2 separate regions of the Anas platyrhynchos genome follow, and region 1 is linked to region 2. Evidence: chromatin contacts called from public Hi-C data. All regions are on one chromosome and are shown on one strand. Each heading gives the region's core, a stretch centred on a gene start, on an enhancer-like site or on the middle of the called end of the contact. The rest is flanking DNA. Distances are from core to core; before and after follow the strand shown. Region 1 holds the start of SLC6A19 (solute carrier family 6 member 19). Region 2 overlaps TERT (telomerase reverse transcriptase).

The links. A called contact is a pair of places that touch in the nucleus more often than the background predicts.
Region 1: a contact with region 2 is called in a Hi-C map of F1 follicle, with 2.1 times the contacts expected there. The contact joins the promoter of SLC6A19 here to the enhancer-like site in region 2. A contact is called at or near these places in 2 of 8 Hi-C or Micro-C datasets (F1 follicle and F5 follicle).

The regions. Positions count from the first base shown.
Region 1 is chr2:67,396,156-67,400,430 of IASCAAS_PekinDuck_T2T, forward strand. SLC6A19 (solute carrier family 6 member 19) reads right to left here and starts at 1,270. Exons shown (of 12, transcript NM_001310802.1): 1 at 1,036-1,270. The coding sequence starts at 1,237.
Region 2 is chr2:67,334,859-67,339,083 of IASCAAS_PekinDuck_T2T, forward strand. TERT (telomerase reverse transcriptase) reads left to right here. Exons shown (of 17, transcript XR_011807655.1): 11 at 1,449-1,634; 12 at 2,915-3,041; 13 at 3,366-3,427. Among named protein-coding and RNA genes, the nearest start is that of TERT, 22 kb to the left of the region's middle. Within about 2 kb of position 1,898, at least 2 of the 8 cell types and tissues checked have an H3K27ac peak or open chromatin away from gene starts, as enhancers often do. A contact at or near this core is called in F1 follicle, where this site is marked.

The DNA.
Region 1 (4,275 bases), core at 20-2,519, 61 kb after region 2:
TTTTTCAAATGGAAATTGTCATACATAGAATGGCGGTTATGACTTTTCTTGTCTGACTTGTAATTTTTTTGTTACAAGAGCTGGCAGTGCTGCACATGACCTCCAGTTTGCACTGCAAACCCTAAAAGCCAGCCCATGGAAGAAAAATCTTAGAATTAAAAGTATCTTCTCTTTCAAGTGAGTCAACTGAATGACATGTAATTAAAGTGCCAGTAACTCCCCACAGAGCCCTCCTTGGTCCCCACTCTAACTAGGAAGAACAATTTTCAAATGTTTCTCTTTGTACATTTAATGTAAGCCACAAGTTTTCCTTCGAGATCAAACACCTCAAAGGAACAAAGACTTTTTATGCATATCCTGGAGTGAAATGCAGATGACAAGTAGATGGTGAGCAGAACAGACTTTCAGCAAACTGATGAAGGCATGACAAGCTCCTGGTGCAAATCTTTTATACTGTTCGCTCAGTCCTGAACTGAACCCTAAGGTGTCACAGTAAATTATGTGGTAATTAGTGTATATTTGGATTTTAAACGACTTAATAATACGACAGCTAAAGTAATTAGTTAACTACTTTCGTGCTGTTACTCCTGTTATCATAAATTACATGTATACTGACAGTACAGCCAATAAATAGATCAGTCAAAAAACATTGAAAGCCCTATTACGAAAAGATCGTTTGGGGTCATGATCAGAATTATACTGCCAAGTAGTTTATTAATATTTAAAAATATACATTATATATGTATGTAAGTATGTATGTATGTATGTAAAGTAGCATCAGTTTTAAATTAAAACATACCGCTTACATGACAGCATAAGACTGATTGGGTCCCACAATAAGAACAGTCCTTTTTCTCCTGTCAGCGACATGATCTCATAACCTGCAAAATAACCTTCTCCATCAGTCTTCTAGAGACGACCATCACTGTCTCTACAAGAACTGACTGGTACTAACCAAAGTATTCTATTATTTGTTCCTGAAAGAGATTGAACCTAGTTATAGATGGTGTTAATTAAGATATATTAAAGACATACCTCCTCCATGGCTCTGGCAGAGATACGGAAACCGCCACACGTTTCCTAAGCCCACACAAAACCCTACACACGTCAACATATACTGAGCCTTGTTGTCCCATTTTGGTCTGGAGTCTGCCTCTTCTTTCTCAAGGACCTCGAGTTCTGTGTGAGAAGGTATCCTGTCCTCCAGGCCAGGATTGGGTAACTGTAACTTCACCATGTTTTTAGTTTCCTGCCTGAAAAAGCTGCCCCTGCGAGGATTTTATGAAGCAGGCAGCTAGTTAGAAACCTGCACAAAAAGAGACCATCTATTTGCTGTCTTCAGCTATATATAGTGAACCTTTGGCACTAAACTTGAAAGTGCAGACTTGTGGTAAAAAGAAGCGTCAGCAAATCATTCGATTGACCAAGTCAGCTCTGACACTTATTAATGCTTTATCTGCCAAGGTTTTATGGAACAGTCTGTTCATCTACTATAAGGCATTGATTTCAGTTAATGTAATTCAGGAGATAATTTGGCTATAAACTGTAATCGCCTATAAGGTCATGAAACACCCCTCACCACTCCCATGTTTAAACTTACTTAAATACATATATAGCACTAACAAATACGAAATAAAGTGATTCCACTGGCCTCAGGCTTAACAAAGAGGTTTCATGCTAATTCTTATCATGAAGATAAACTGATTGTGAATCTCCATCACACTCATCTTCCCACAGTATAGGTTTACAAAATTGTATATTTTGTGATAATTACTGAAATGTTCTTCCTTCTCTGCAAGAGATCTTATTCTATTAAATGTCCTGACAAAAAGGATGGAGAATGAAAAGGATTATAAAATCTGACCTTTACAATCATAAGCATAATCTGCTTACCCTAAGGCCTCTAATCATTACAGAACAAGGTCTGAAGAACATAACATCTTGTAAATGGACTTGAATCAAAGGTCTCTTCACCTTTTCACTGACCCTATGATACACGGGTCAAAAAGAAATAAGAATCACAGGTTAACGAATACCGCAGATACTATTTGTGTCCGCATTCTTTCAGTACAATCATAACAACACAGCTGTCTGTACCTCACAGTTATCAAAAGGTAAGTAGTTGCTGCTGCATGCTATGTACAAAATCTAACACAGTGTGTATCATAAGAATTTTGTCAGATAAACCCTACAGGCTACTTACCTGTGATGATACAGGGTGATTAACATAAAGAACTAGAAGGGATCTTGTATGTCCAGCCCCTTCTGAAGCAGGTGAACACATCACAACATCCCTTTGCAATCTTATCACGTCAATTCAAATTGATTTTTATTTTTTTTTTGCACTCCCTATTATTTCAAAGCTGGTCTAGAACTTCAGAATTCTTATGCCTACTTTCTTCTTTAAAGAAACTAGCTTGATTTCTATTTCTTGTTTCTAAGAAATATGATATCCAGCTGTATTAAATTCAGGACCAGCTCATAATAATTTGTACTTGTGACAACTGCAGGTCAGTGCAGACCTGATCCCTGCATTTAAACTGCCTCAGCCCCAGTTTTGCCAGGCTAAATAAAGCAAGGTGATTTAGTTTCTTCCTTGCAAAAAAAAGGCTCTCCATTATCTCTTGAACAGACAAGTTACCAAAAAAAACTTCACCCTTGACATAAAAAGCTATAACTGTATACAGCAGACCAGATGGATTTTCCCTGTGCCTTGTAATCAGGTACTAGTACTTCCCTAACTGTACTTAAAATATCTCTATTAATCTGCCGAGTCGTATCACTCACCTTTGTCTTGACCTCGTCAGTTCCGCAGATTAGCTGTCTCCTGATTACCACTGGATCAAAGCTTTTCTTCTCCTCAGGTGCTTCTTAGCTTGCAGCAGGCCATCTTTTTTTTTTCTCAGTTACCTAAAGCATATTTTTTTTTTTATGGAACTCCAGTACATTGAGCTACTTCCTTAGTTCCTGAATAATAATCTACTTTTTCATCATTAATGATACCTCTGAGCTTGCATCATGAGTGTTTCATAAAAATGCTACTTCTTTTGTCTTTGGTCATTAGTCTAAGAATGACAAAAGATTTGTTCCTAAGCTGATCCTTGAACTGCATTAGTAACTTTCTTCTGGACCATCATTTCTGCTTTCAGCACAGTTTGCCATCATCATCAGATATTTACTTTGTTCTTTGTTCAGTTTATATCTCCTGTAAGACAACAGCTTTACTGATGTTCCAAAGCATTGCATTTACTGTGCTTCCTTTGTACAGAAAATTCATTTTTCATTTATAAATGACAATACAGAACTCTCAGATCCCAGCTCTTCAACTTCCAGAGAAGGACGTTGACTTCTTGGTCAATAGCAAGAAACTGCAGGTTCCACAAGCTTCAGGCTCATCTGGGTTATTATTGTGCCTGAAACAGAGGGAGAGAATCCAAACACTCACGTTGTAGGAAACGAGATAGTAATAAATGGCAGGCAGATGACAAACAGGCAAAGCAAACATCCTCCTCTAGTTTAGGTCATAATATTTCTATTTTCCCTGACTTGCAGGCTTCATTTCTAGAGTTTTTCAAAGTCATATATAGAAACTCTTGAGTTTCTATATCTGGATATATCTATATATGACATTTCTATATCTTATGATCAGATTCTGAATCAGATCACGATTACATAATGTCCAAACAATTTGTCTTACAGCTATAAAGAAATGACTCTATGTGATCATAAATCCTTGACAATCAAGATTTCTTATAGAATTTATTCTAAAACAGCACGTTTCTCTTCAGGCACAGTGTAAACTGATACTGAAGGAACAAATGTAGCCTCCTTTGGGAATCAAACTGAGGATAAATCAACAGGATAAGAAATAAATGCACAGTTGTGTTCAGATGATATGAAAATTTATCTTTGTTAAGTTTCACATGCGAGCAATTTGCATCGGGATCCAAAACCACATTTCAGATCGCACTCTGCTGCATTAATCCAAATTTCTGGAGAAGTTTATTTTACTTTGATAATACCGTGTTCCAGTGGTTGTTAGCTGTTAAACATTTGCGGGAGCAAATATGCTGGTATAGCATCTAGCTCAAATTTCTTTATCGGTGTAATTGCAGGAGTAATGACCTCGCCGCGCTGTGCCTTTCTCCGGAGCACCTGCGGTGAGTGGCACTGCCACCAGCTCCAGGAGGAGCTGCAGTGGCACGGAGGGGTTGCCTACATTGCCACCCTGTGGACTGGAACAAACAAGTTGCATCGGCTGCTCTTGCAGAAGAT
Region 2 (4,225 bases), core at 648-3,147:
GCCTCTTTTGTGAGAGAACCTCTTCGTGTAGCTGCTCACAGGTCCTATGAGCTCTCTTCCACAAAGGAAATAATAGCAGTTTTTCTAATGTAGTGTTAGAACTGGGGAAATCTACTACTCCGCAACAATAAGAGTCCGTCTCTTCCTCTCCCCTTGTAAAAGCATGAAGCCTGCACATGAATAAATCACCAAGTAAGACAAACTGCTGCTTGTCCATGAGATGACACTGCTGACCCAAAATATGACAGGTGATCGGCAGGCCTCCTGGCAATAGAGATACTTGGGCAAAACCTTGAGGAGAAAGATGAAGTTTTTTCATCAGATGAGGTTCCAGTTACCTGGATTCTCCTTGGTTTTGTGTACTTTCAGAAGCAATTAACTCTTTATCTGTCTTTATTCTAGTAGTTTTAACGTCAATGGTTTCTGTGAGTGTGGTTGTCCCAAATATTTAACAGCTTAAGTTTTTCATTTGCATTAACCTGTACAAGCTTTTCTTCTCCATTATACCCATATCCTTAAGCTCTTTATTTACTTATTTACCTCCAGTAACTTCAGTTTTGTATATTTCTAGCTATGTTCATTAACCTAAAGAGCTGGTGTACTGGGTCTGGCTGGAATGTTAACTTTCCCGGCAGCAGCCCATACAGTGCCGTACTCTGTACTTGTAGCTGGAACAGCAGTGTTATCACACCAGTGTTGTGTCTACTGCTGAGCAGCAGTGGCACAGCATCGGGCCTTTCTCTAACCCTCCTAGGGGGTGGGCAAAAAGTGAGGAGAGAAACATCACCAGGGCAGCTGACCTAAACCAGTCAAAGGGATATTCCATACCATGTGGTGTCACACTCAGCAATAAAAGGTGGAAACAGGAAGAAGAGGGGAGGGGTGGGCTCTTGTTGGGAAAACGTCGGTCTTCCTCCCAAACACCGGCTGCGTGCGTTGAGGCCTTGCTTCAAGGCCGTGGTCAATCATCGCTCATTTGTGGGAAGTAGAGAGTAATTTCTTTCCTCTGCACTTCCATATAGCTTTCATTTTTTTTGTTTGTTTGTTTTCCTCCCTTCTTTTTATTTTTCCTTTTCCCCTCCCTTTTCCCCTTTCCCTTTTTATTTCCCCTTAGTTAAATTGTTTAGTTCATGGTAGTCTTTATTTAATTGTTATTATTATTTCCCTTTAATTAAATTATCCTTATCTCAACCCGTGAGTTGTTCTTTGCTTTACTTCTCCCCCTCCTCATCTAAAGGAGGGGGAGTGAGAGAGCGGTTGTGGGGTTTAGCTGCCCAGCACGGTAAAACCACCACAGCTGGTCATGTTTCTCTTTATTCTTGGCTTCCTGTCCTTTCATGCAAGGCTGTTTGCATCATGCTGGGGGGATATGTTTGTAGATTTTTTTGGGTTTGTTTGTTGTTTTTTTCTTTGTCAGGGCTTAGGCTAACTGCTTGTATTTGTTTCAGGACTCTAGCAATGGGCATTCCTGAGTATGGCTTTTTGATAAACCCCAAAAAGACAGTGGTGAATTTTTCTGCTGACGATATCCCAGAATGTTCTGAATTTAAACAGCTGCCAAACTGTCGTTTGATCCCATGGTGTGGCTTATTATTGGATACACAGACACTTGAGGTTTACTGCGATTACTCCAGGTAAATAGTTGTATATTCCAGTATCAGTGTCTTATACACAGTGCAAGAAATACGGGAGTGTGTTGTGAGTAGTGTAGTTGAATTCACTGCAAAATAAATTTTACAATTCTGTTTCTTATACAACAGCCTAAATGTTTTATTTTGCTGTACAGCCTGTTATTTTCTTCATTCCATCCTGGTGGAATGCATGTAAAAAGTAACCTCATAGAATGCGATGCAGCTTTCCAGCGGACAGAAGTCATACACCGTATGGTGACTACATGGTTTCTGAGAAATTCTGTTTGATCACCTCAGTTCAGCTTCTTTCACCATTATGCACGAGCACACTTAGTGTTCTGGACTTCTGATATTTTATGTACCTTACTAAAAATAGTAGTATTACATGAACTACATGATTGATTGTGACCAATTTTTATACACCAGAGGGATAAGTAATCCTTTCAGCACCAGAACATTTTTTCCTCTGATGTATTTCAGATGTTAGTGTAAGAGAGAAGTAACCTGTCTTTAAACTGGCGACCTTGAGTATATACACGAGGAAGTCTGACTGAACCAGCATAAAACTCAGGATGGGAGAATGTTTGCTGCTGAAAAGCTCTATAGACCATTTTTACAGACTGCTGGTGTTAGACATTTCTTAAAGATGGACAGTAGTAAAGAGCTGTTTAAACTGAATGATAATATTGTTATGATGTTGACCGTTTTTAATATAAACAGCCCGTGAATATGCTTAAGTGAGGAATTAAGAGGACGTTTTTCATTGCCCAAGTGGTGAAGTTCTTCAGTAGTCTTCCAAAAAGGAAGGATACTGAAGCTGTTTCTTAGAAAGGTCTCCTTGGTTTTGATAAGCTCAACATAAGTAAGCGGAACACAGGTTGTTGGGCAAAGGTAAACTGAGCCAGCTTCCAGCCTAAACTCTGGTATTTCCTGGATCACCGAGTATTACCTGGTTATTGCTGTAGTCAGTAATAATGGTGTGGCTAGACCACGTCTTTTAGAAATCAAACCAGTTTAACAAACAACCCATGACCCTTAATTGATTTTTATTTTAAATAACAAGGCAATTTTTTCTTCACTGAAGTAATTCCCTAGATAATAGACTTAATGCCACAATGTCCAGTCTGTTTCTAGTTTGGATTTTGTTATAGTCATCCTTTTGCGGTTGGCTCATTGATTACCTGACAATTTCTGTAAGATGAGAAGTTAAATGAGCCTCATTTCACAGAATTTAATTTAGTCTGTTAGCCTATGGAGTCTAATTATTTTCTCTTTTTTTCTAGCTATTCCTGTACTTCTATCAGATCAAGTCTTTCCTTCAATTCAAACAGAACAGCTGGGAAAAACATGAAACACAAATTGCTTGCAGTCCTTAAACTGAAATGCCATGGCTTGTTTCTCGATTTACAGGTGGGACTATAGAAGTGAATGTTTGGAAATATTTTCATCAGTGATAAAGACCATTAAAGTGCTTTGAGTTCTGACCCAAGAGTTGATTTTGAAAGATTATACACGTAATGTGGAAGTCTTGGAATCATCTAACATATGGGGTCTCAGTACCTTCCAGAACTGAGCGCTCTGTGCTGAGGCTGTTGTTGCTTAAGTACATCATAAACATTATGGAAGTGTATTGCATAAAATGTTTTCCTCTAGATTTCTGTCATCTTTTGCTATTGAACAAATAGTACGGTAACACAAAAATATTCCCATGGCTCTATTTCTGTTCTGTTCTAGATCAATAGCCTTAAAACAGTTTTCATTAACGTCTACAAGATATTTTTACTTCAGGCTTACAGGTAGGTCGCTGTGTTTTGTGAATGTTTCTTGACACCCTCCTGACACATAGAGGAGCTATGGACTAGCAAAATGTATGCCATGAAAATGTGCAGTGGTAAATGTAGTAGTAGGTCACATTATTCTTGTCTCAGGACTGTTCTTACATAATATAAGATTCAGGTAGAGGATTATATTTGTATGCGTGTTTAAGTGACATTTCACTAAATGAGTTTTCAGTGTCCCAGGATATTTACAGCTGATCTCAAGAAGAACAGTTTGTTTTGCCCCAGGAAGATGATAAGAAGCCATATTACTTATAAACCAATTTATATTTAGAACTTCTTATCTGTGAAAATCATACTGAACTTCGACCTATATAGCTCTGCCTTAAGTGAAGTTTTGTCCTTACAAGTTAATTGCAGTTTCTTAGATGTTGATAATGCCTTAATTACTTCTTAGCTGATAAAAATGTTGTTGGCTCTTGTGAGCTTTTCTTGACTGGCAGAGGAAATGAATGCTTTGAACTAGGATGAAGGGAAAGAAATCACAATTGATAAGCAGGTTGGGAGAAAACAGTCATCTCTGTGTGTCAAAAACTTTTCAGTGGCTGCTCCAACTGAGATAGGAGAATCCCTGGACTAAAAAGTAGCATAAAGATCAAGTAGTGAAGTAGTGCCCTGCTTCACAGGCTTAAATCCCTTTATTTAGACTCTTTCTGGTGGATGCTTATGTTGTTGCCATGAGATCGTTATGCTCTAAATTTTTTTTTTTTTTTTGGTTAAACACAACCCTGTTGGTGACAACAGGAGGTAATAGGC